Linked DNA regions of Arachis hypogaea: region 2 is linked to region 1. Evidence: chromatin contacts called from public Hi-C data. All regions are on one chromosome and are shown on one strand. The core of a region is the stretch at or near the end of the contact, and the rest is flanking DNA. Distances in the headings are between cores, read along the strand shown. Region 1 holds the start of LOC112796878. Region 2 holds the start of LOC112796880 (L-type lectin-domain containing receptor kinase VIII.2).

What was found. A called contact is a pair of places that touch in the nucleus more often than the background predicts.
Region 2: a Hi-C map of leaf shows a contact between it and region 1, with 4 times the contacts expected there. The contact joins the promoter of LOC112796880 here to the promoter of LOC112796878 in region 1. A contact is called at or near these places in 3 of 8 Hi-C or Micro-C datasets (leaf and an unstated tissue).

What each region holds. Positions count from the first base shown.
Region 1 is chr4:80,241,008-80,246,470 of arahy.Tifrunner.gnm2.J5K5, forward strand. It overlaps LOC112796878, which reads right to left and starts at 3,209. Exons shown (of 7, transcript XM_025839537.3): 1 at 2,767-3,209; 2 at 2,146-2,395; 3 at 1,431-1,628; 4 at 684-1,341; 5 at 497-585; 6 at 359-418; 7 at 1-146. The coding sequence starts at 2,946. The coding sequence ends at 118.
Region 2 is chr4:80,497,382-80,502,709 of arahy.Tifrunner.gnm2.J5K5, forward strand. LOC112796880 (L-type lectin-domain containing receptor kinase VIII.2) reads left to right here and starts at 3,808. Exons shown (of 1, transcript XM_025839540.3): 1 at 3,808-5,328. The coding sequence starts at 4,187. The coding sequence ends at 5,242.

The DNA of each region.
Region 1 (5,463 bases), core at 1,959-4,458:
TTCCAGTGCAACTTCAGAGAACTGCTATTCGGAGCAACGGTCAGATATCTCTCCAGCGGGGATCAGTAATAAGTCAGGTTGAGTCATTCTTCAAATTGTCACTCATTTACAATTTTCCTAATCAAGAGATTGCTCCCGCTTTTTCTCTGCATGAACAATAATGCGATGAGTTAATGTTGTTGGATTTGCAAAATAAGTGTCACTTTCATTTTTCATAATTTAAAAAAAATCAATGTGTCCAGGAATAATTTGTTTTCAAACATTTATTTCGAAACAAATGCAGTATTAGTTTAGAAAAATAAATTACTGGGGTTTAAAATAAAATTGAGAATGAGAACAATAGAAGCATGAATTTTACCAGGGCTGACAACTGTTATGCTTTTTGTGACAGATTTCACTGCTGTCATACAATCTGGACCTGTTAAAAATGAAAGATCAGTAAATTGTGTTTCGCTAAAAAATATAAAATAAGATCGAAAAAAATGAGCTCCATTACCTAATATTCTCAGATCTTTCTCACATAGGACTTCAGAAACAGTTGTTAATTCATTTAAAGCATTAGTGTCATTGCATTCTTGAGGTGAGCTGCTTGACAATGGAAATAATATGAGATGAAAAGTTAGATATATTATTATTATTACAGAGGAACTTAATAGTTATTATAGCATCAAAAGAAAGAATACCCTGAAGCATTTTCAATGGAAGGGCTTGATGTTGGTTGGCAACTGAAGTCAATGCCATCACAAGGTATTTCTAGATCATTTAACATTTCACTGAAGGAGAAGTCAATTCCTAAAGCATCGAAATTTGGGAACTCAATGTCAAACATGTCCAGTTCCTTCTCAGACTCAGACGTAGAAACCTCGTTCGACAATTGTTTGTCCAAGCCCTCTGGCATATCAGAACCAAAGTCCAACCTGCTTCTCACATGATCTCTCTTTCCTAATTTGTCAGAACCTGTCTTCAGAGGTGAAATGCAATGGCTCATCTCTATGTATGCCATCTGTTTCGCAGGGCTAACCATAACTCTCTTGGTTGAAATCACAGTGCAGCGCGTAGGAGTAGCCTCTTGATTGCAACCCGAGACTGAAGAAATCTCAGGAGGTGAGATATTTGTACCACTTTGGGATGAAGTTATTCTTCTAGTAGGTGTCTTTGGTGGTTGTGAATTACTAGTTGGAGGGAGGGAAGATTGGTCGAATAAGCATTTAGCAATATTGGATCCTTGAGCCTGTGATCCACTCGGCACACAGTTCTCTGGTGAAGAACGAATTGAAGAAGTTGGTGGACCTACTACTTGAGAATCAATGGTATTATCAGGCTGCGGTGGCACATTTGGACCTGAAAATGGCAATAAAGCAAATAAATGTCATGTTTCGCAAGATTGGCATATACTTTAGACCCTTTCGGAGATAGCTAATTAGCTATACCTTGGACAGAAACTTTCTTGTTGGTTGATCTACCACGAGACTTTTTCGCAGCTAAAGGTGCATCTGTTTTAGTATCCTTTCTCTTTCTGTCGGATACATTCATCGCAGATGTTGAGAAGTTTCCACCCTCTGAATTTGTATTGCTAGACAGAGGCAGTGAGTGTATATGCGATTTGATTTGCACAGAAGAAGGTACACCTAAGTAAACAACATGAAGATCGTCATCATGTAAGGTCAGTAAACAATTGAATTGAAAGAAGCTAACATCTGCAGATTAAAACAATTTTCAGTGAAAAACGAAATCAAATTACATTCTATAATCCACTTATCAGATATCTGTTGCACCGAAGCAACTGCAAATTAGCATGATTTTCTTATCACAGCATAACCAAGATAAGCTTATATCCACAGTCAAGTCTCCACTCCATTATTCTTCAGAACCAAAATTTGGAAGGAAAAAAATTAAAACAAAATGGCATGTAATATACCCTTTACAAACATATCGGTCGTCTTTATTTTCTCTTATTTAGTACATTACATGCCATAATTCACATTAATTAAAACATGATCTTCCATGGAATACCAAATTTGAGCATTGGCTAATCACAAAAAGTACATTCTCAATAGAAGAAATAGATGCACACAAAAAACCTGCATACGTATGAAGTATGAACTACTAACAAAATTCAAGTTAGATGGGAACAAAGGAAGGAACCTGGCTGAGGTTTGTTAATATAAGTTGGTTGAGGAGGAGCAAGAGCAACTGCAGATTTCGCCGGAAGAGCTGAGAGGTTTCCACTGGCATTGAAAGCGTTCATGACATTCTGCATACCGTGCAACAGCATCTGAACCCGGTTTTTCTCTTGCTCCATGAGAACCCTTTCCTGCTCCAACATGACCTTCTGCTCCTTCAAGCTTATGTACTCATCCAGCATCTCCCCTAAAGTCAACAAAGTCTTCGGTGCCTGAAATAAAAAAAAAAAAATCAAGTTCACTATTAACATGAACTAGGGTTTTGTACTTCATGATAAAAATAAACAATATACCAATTTTGAGTGACATATTCTAAACATGTCATAAAGAACCGAACTTATGATCCAAAATGAAGACCCAGGTGCACATATCCGCTAAGAAATTGGGGGTAAAATAAAATAAGGCCTTAAACATGTGTGATAGAATTCCAACTATGTGACCAAACAAAACTAAACCCTAAATGCTCAAATCCGCATTAAATGAAAGAAAAACAAAAGGGATCTGCAAATAAAAAGCACAAATGAACAAATCAGCATAGCAATTTAGGGGAAAAAACCAAAAGGTGTTGTATATAAATATATACCTCATTAATGGGTGACTTGGCGATGAGAGAGGAAGCTTCAGTTCGGAAGACGGAACGCGTGGACGAGAAGTTGTTGTCGCAAAGGTACCTATCGACGATGAACGCGATCTGCGTTGGTGTGACCTTCCCTTTCCCCAGCGTCTCTACCTTTCTGCCTTTGGTGGATGGCTTCCCCGCCATCGTTTTCTTTCTTCTCTTCAAAGCTCACAGAAGTGAAATGAAGAGGAAGATGAAAATGAAAGTCTCACTCAGATCAGAGGGATGGTGAGAGAAAGAAAGAAAGCTATAAATTAAGCATTGAGAGTGTGTTGAAAAATGGAGCGAAAGTGTATAACAAAGGACGCGGGAGACTGTTTTTGAACACAATATAATTCTTTTTGGTGAAATAGTGTTTTGTTGGCTTTGTTTTGGCGGTAAACGGCAAAATAAAATATGTGCGAGTCAGTGAAAACTCGATCTTTCCCTTTTTTTTTAATGACCATCAAACTCAACCGATTTGTTCTCTGGTCATAAGACTCACGAGTCATGACTATTGAGTATGGACTCATGAAGAGCCCAACAGGGAACTATTCTTGTTTCCTATTTCCATTTCGTTTGGAAAAACAACGCTAGAGCCCAAATAAAAAAAAAAAACAACTAAACGATATTACAGGGAAAAGAAACCAATCATCCTCACTTAACAGTCAACAACAATTTAATAGTCGAGTGGCTAATTCACTTGTCCGTTTAAGTAAGTGTAGGGGGTTTGAATCCTGCATTGTGCATGCAGCAACTCATTAGCCAACAGTAAACCCTTAAATGGAACTCAGATTCACGATTGATTATCTTTCGCTTGTCGGGTTAAGAGATACCGTGGACAACAAAAAAATATAATATCAGAAGAATATAAAATAAAAATCTAAGAATTTTAAATTGAATGTTTTGGTCTCAAATCAATTTTTATTTCCTATAAGTCTTCAAGAATTATTCTTGTCAGATAAATGGATCTTTTTGTCATCTTAAAGTAAGACTAATTTATCTTACAGTGATATATTTAGAGAGTGTTTCGCTTGATTTTTGGTAATCTCGATAGAGTGTTGAATCAAGTTTGTATCAAAAACTCAATTCGTAGAGCAAATACGACTCTTCTTAAAAAAGGGAACTCGACCGAGATTTACTAAGTGTATGTGTCGGATGATTACTTGTGTATGAAATATTGGATATAACTTGGATCAGATAATGTAAATAACAACAATAAATGGAAATACAAAATAAATGAAGCTTTAAATAGATAAGAAAGTAAATTTGGCACTAAAAAAAAGCGAAATACTTGAAGAAAAGAAAACGAATTGAAAACTGACTCGAGATGCTCTCATGCACTTATACTCTATGGTTCCTTTGATGTCAGTGTGACTTGGAATTCACAAAGCTTTAGTGTAATTATGAAGTGTTTCAAATTGAAGTCCATAATTTCTTCTGAGCTTCTCCTATTTATAGACTACCATATTGGTTTGTTGATGCCCACGGTCCAGTCTCCTCTCTTTTTTCTCTTCCACGATCTAGATTCAGTTTATTCTTACCCACAATCTCATCTTGACCTCCACGGACCTTAATTTCCAAGTAATAGCCCCACGTCTTCTTATTTACCATGTGACATTCAATTAACCTATGTGTCCTCAACAAATTTTTTACCTAAGTCTTTCTCAACTCAACAAATATCCTGCATGCTGTAGTGGATATTTTGCTTCACCATGGTCAACGTAATTATGTCAAATTTTTTGTACTAACAAATTGTCCCTTAAAACTTGTCTTTTAAGAAGTGAAATGATAAGTTTTACTCAATCACAGGCTAATCATGTGCCAGACTTAAAATTCAGAATTTAAAAAGACAGTTATATAGTTTCTAAAATGTCACACGCGTTTTTCTAAGAATACGTAACGTTCTCTATGGACTTTAATGGACCTTTCATCATTTTTTTATTTCAAATCCTCTTAACGGTATTATTACTTCATTGTTTTCCCATTCATCCTTCATCATTTTCATCACTTGAAACGAAAATCCCTTTTGTTCATTATTCTCTCTACCATTTTCAAATGAATTCTCAACAAAACACCTCACTTTCTGTTATTGTTGCATCTTCTACTTTTGCAACCATTGTCACCATTACCACGATTACTTCCTCAATTGCTCCTGAAACCATGGCTTCTGTATCTTCTTCCCTTCCGGTCGTTGCTGCTACTGCAGCGGTCTCTGCACCACGTGCGGCAACTACTACTCAATAGCTTCCTCAATTTATAACGACGATTTATAATGACGATTTATAACCATGGCACAATTTTATAACGACGATGGAAGCTTGAGAGCCCCCAATTTGAATGTTGAAACCACAAATCTCTGGAGAAGCTAAGTATTCCTTCATTTCAAGGTTACTGGCCTCTTGTACTCGTTTTTAGGATCACTTTCTACTCAATAAAAAATTTTACCCATTTCTTCTTTCTTTCCAACTCCACCTGAACATCTTCCTTTAATTTTCTGTAAAAATATTAAGTCTTCTTATTTCGCAGGTCGAGTTTTCAGAACTGCCCCTCCTAAAGAGTCTAGTTCCCTTCTTTTGACTTGATGTCGAGATTAGCTCCTTCCTATAAATCTATTTAGAAGTTGATAGGATTAATTCGCTACTTATGATTTGACATATACTACACTCCTTCTAGGAGCTA
Region 2 (5,328 bases), core at 2,558-5,057, 260 kb after region 1:
AGAAAATGGTAGCATTGGATTCGTTGATAGCAGACCACAGACGACGCAAAGAAGACGCATCGTTCAGAGATGAGTATGGTGCGATACAGGGCCACGCGGCGTGCGGTTGTCCGGCGGCCAGGTTGTGGCGGTCTCCTGCATCAATGGCGGTGGCTGTCGCGGTCTACAATGAGAACGGGGGTAGCGTGGTGACGGCGCGAAGAAACAGAACGTATAGTTGTTAGGAGTAGAGTAAAGCGGCACAGCATTAGAGGTTTGGGAGAGAGGATTTAAGGTTTGAGTGAAAAGTCAGAACAGATTTTTTTTGGATTTTTTATTTTTAAAAAATTTAAAATTTAAAATTAATTAACTTAATTTGATATTAATTTCAATTTGACCCTTATTATATACATTGTAAACTAAAGTCATTGACTACTCGTACTTTTCTTAAATTAAAAGATGTTATTATATGCGTAGATATTGCAACAATATAATTTTGTACATTTAGCTGTACTTTACAAGTAATGTTAAAATTTAATAACTACCATAGGCACTATAATCATAAGAATTATGGAAGTCTTCGTATATTATAGGAAAAATAAGGAGAGCTAACATGTTCAGTTAATAATTCGTCAATATTTTTTCTTTTAAAGTTTTCTTTTTCTCTTGTTAATGTTTTGTTTATTTCTTATTTTATTGATTGATCAAAATAATTATTTTTCATAGTATAATCATATCTAATTTTTTTGGATAATTTACCTTAATAAAATTATTAGAATCTAAAATTACAGAAATATCTTCATTAGAATTTTATTACACGTGTATTCTATTTGAATCTATGTAAGGAGTAAGTTAAACTTGATTTGCACATATGCACGTAAATTGAAGCACACAAATTTGATTTATATTCGAAAGCTCAAATCTATATGTTTTATCTAACTTATGTTTTTATAGCAATTATATATTTGTAGTGTATATTTTTTGCATTTATTAAAAAATTCTTTATCGATAATTATATAATTGTCGCTAAAAAAGTATAAAATGGTTAATGTCTAATGTTAATAAATATATTTGCAATTGCTTTTATTATTACTAAAAATAAAATAAATAATCGTTAAAAAGTAATTTTTCTAACCTTGAAAGCTTAAATAACTAAACATTCTTAAGATATGAAGTTTATATTTTAATAAATTTGTTTTAAATGTACAATAATAGCCTATTTTTTTTCTTAATATAATATTTTCCTATACAAACTTAAATATGAAAGAGAAGTTTCATTCGATTCAGTACTCATTTTAAATGCTGAAAAGATACCATACATAACATACATCCTCACATATATCATGTGAAACTATTTAAAACCACTAGTCTGAAAACATCATCAATTCACCCAAAGCACCATTCCCATGTGTTTATAGTCTCAGAAAACTGAAATACCATCAAACATAATACTTGATTAATTAAACATTAGCGCATACTACAAACAGAATAAAGAGAACAAAAACGTTGAATATCGCAAATTTATTGTACAAGAACTATAAGACGTTATGTGTCCTTGGTCCTTGCTGTACATCTTTTTTTTTCCCCCTTAAGTAGGAAACTATTATTTTTGCCCCTAATAAAAGATTCGTTTCCAAGATATCAAGGAGCTAGTTGTTTTTAAAAATGAACTCAATTTGACAAAATGTGTCATTTCTATAAGTGGTCAATTCGTGATTATCATCATTTTTTTTCTTTTTGGGATAACATTTAGATGGTTATTTAGAAATGTTAATTAATACTCAAATTTGTTCCTCAAAGATATAACTAATTCGTTCTTAAATTTGATTCTAAAAAAATTTGTAAATCATATTAATCTTTGAAATATAATTATAAGTCAAATCACTTATTTCATCAGATAGATTATGACATGTCACATGATGATTCAGTAGAACTAAAAAAATAAAGAACTACTAATAAAATGTACAACTCAATATAAAGTTTCTTATTTGTTGAGCTACAATTTTTCTATGATAATCGAATATAGTATGAAAGTGCTTTAACTAGAACACTTGATATCTAACACTTTGAATAACATCAAATGAAAAAAAATTGATATTCCACCTTTCTGATGTGCTTAATTCATAAGCTCATGTTCACTAGAATAAAATTTATAAGCTCGCTCAAAGATTGCAACTACTAAATATGCATTATAAGAGGATCATTGCATTCAAAAAATACACAACTACAGTTGTATCTGATAGTTGCATTCGAATAAACAACAGACGTTTGCTAGCAATTTGAGTGTGTGAGAAACGAAATATGATTACATTATAGTGTTTGGAGATCTGATATTTATAAGGATGTCTTTTTTTTCCATAACTAATACTTAAGGTTGCGAAGTAATGATAGACTACACGTATTTCGCTATCTTAGTTACAAAGTAGGATATACTCAATTTCTAATGTATTTTGCTGACTTGTTAGCGAAATATTATCGATTTTGAATTGAGCCTATTTTGCAATTTTTATTACAAAATTGGAGTAATTTGTTTTAGTGCATTTTGCATACTAGCCCAAATACCCTCACAATATAATACATATATAAAACTGAAAATGTTTTCTACTTTATCGAAGTTAATAAATAATTTTTTATTTAAATAAAAAAAGCTTCAACCAAATTGGTCTAGAAATTTAGACAAAGAAATAAATCATGATTAAATAAAAAATGTAATAATTATATTACTCCAACTAAATTGAAGCTTTAGCTTAATATAAATAAACAATCGATTTAGTAAAGTTTTTATTTTTTGAAAGTAGTCCATCAAAACTAGTTTTTGAAATATAATTTTTTTTATAAATTTTAATATTTATGTTTTGTAAATCAAACAAAAATGACTTGCTATAAATATATAAAAAACGATTATGTTTGAGAAAATAATTTTTAAATTATAAATAAAAAGACCATAATTGATATAAATATAAGGATAAATTTAGATATTTATTAATACATTATACATGAGATTATATTAAAACTTTTTATTTTGATAAATACAAACTAACTTTAAAAAAGACATTTTTAAATATTTCAAAAAGTACTTTTAAATTTTAAAAACTTCAAATAAAAGCACATTTTTTTTAATTTTTCAAATACAAAATAAATTGATTATATTTTTGAAAACTACGCATACTTCTTCAAAACATTTAACCAAATCAATTCTAACTTCAGGTCTCATTAAAAAGAAGGAAAAATTATATGTTACAATAAAATATTTAATGATAGAGCATGTTTAATTATTTTTTTTTAAATTATGTGTATAACTGACTTTCACTAACAATATTGGGTATGCATTTTAAATTTGTTACATGGAAATATAATGCACTAGTGATTTAATAATAATAATAATAATAATAATAATTTGTCAAGTTCTAATTAAAATATTTTATTTTCATGTCTTTCCAATAATAATTTTTATAAATTATATATAATATTTTAGGAAAAATTCATGCACTAAACTTTTTCTTATATTCTCATTGTATATATTAGAAATAGAAATAGATATCTCTATGTAGCATTTTGTTAGTTATTTATTCTTGATTGTATAGAATACATAATTTCTTAACATTATAAGTAAAAGTAACTGCTTATGAATAATTGTAGGGTGTAGTGAACATTGACAAGGAAAGGGTGGAAAAGGCAACAAATTGCAAAGAAGAAAACAAAAGATATATGATAATAATAAAATAAAAATCTTTATTATATTCCACTGTTCAGCAACCACAAAGGGAAAGTGTGGTGAAGCACGAAGTTGCAGAAAAAAGCAGTTTAAAAATTTTCTTGTTTGTTCACGGTATTATTAAAGATTAATTTATCGTAAATCATAGCTCTATCTAAAATTTTATTATTAATTAATAAATTACTACATGTCTTATTATTTATTTAAATAGATAAGTGAGATAACACTTGATGAACCAAATTGGTTAACGCAAATTGATTTACTATTTCAGTTAAAAACCTTTTATTTAACTTTCACAACCTCCAAACCCCACAACTTGAACTTCTCCCAATAATATTCTTTACTTTCTCTTCTCTTCTTCACTCCACAAACCCTAGAAAGTAGAAACTGAAAAGGAAAAGAAAAATTCACCTTTTTTTTATGCAAATGGGATTAACTCACCAACACTAGAGAGCCACACACTGCAAGATTCAGCTCAAACCCATTTCAATTATGGCCTCATTTTCCACTTCTCACTGCATCATTGCCTTCACATTCCTCAACTTGTTCCTCAAAATCCAAGCTTTGAACCCAGTTCCATCTTTTTCGTTCACAGACTTGGGAAAAGATCCAATTTTCAAGCAAAGTGTAGCACTTTATGGTAATGCAAGGGTTGTCAATGGCGAGTCTGAGGTTATGCTCTCTGGGTCTGGCAAAGTGATGAGAAAGAACCCCATCAAGCTTGTTGATGCTGCATCAAAGGGTTTGGTCTCATTTTCAACCTACTTTGCTTTTTCAATTTCCTTCAATGAGGGTGGGGATGGCTTGGCTTTTGTTATGGTTCCAAGTGGTTCTGAAGGTGAGTTTTTTGGTAATAACTCATCAGGGTTCTCTCTTGGATTGAAAGGAAAAAGCGGATTTGATGTTGTTGGTATTGAGTTTAGTATTGCAAATAGGGGTTCTGCTAGTTTTAATGTGGCCATTAAGGTTGGTGATTCAGTTCCTGCTAAAAAAAGCAATGTTTCTTCTGTTGTAAGAAGTGGTGAAAAAATGCATGCTTGGATTGATTATGTTGCAAGTTCTAGGAGATTAGAAGTTAGATTGAATCAATTTGGTCATTCAAGGCCATATGATCCAATTATATGGCATTCAATTGATTTCCCAAGTGTTTGGGAGTCCAAAGAAATGTTTGTGGGATTTAGTCCAGTGAAAAAGCATGATAATATTAATAGCTCTCAAGCATGCTTTCTCTATTCGTGGAGCTTTGTTTTGAGGATTTTCCCGCATTGGATGCACTCCGAGCCGGTTGATCCGAAGGTCCTTGCTACCAAGGAAACTGAGGCTCCAGTGGTGAAACCAAAGAGTGACTGCCTTTTGAGAATTCTTGCTGCTATGATATTCGGTGCCGGATGTGGAGCTTTGACAGCATTTGTTGTGCTTTATGTGTGGACCATCTTCGGCAATAGACGTCCGGTGATGCCGGAGGAGTATGTTATGCAGCCAATGGATTTCGAGTACAAGAAAGTCGACGTTGTTGTAGATAAACCCATCAAAGGTGCTAAGGAGTAGATCTGCTGGAGGGAGCTAATTGTGCCATTCACAGTTGTGTTGTAAATCAATGTTGCTTGTATTCAGGTTTTGTTTTGTTGTAATCT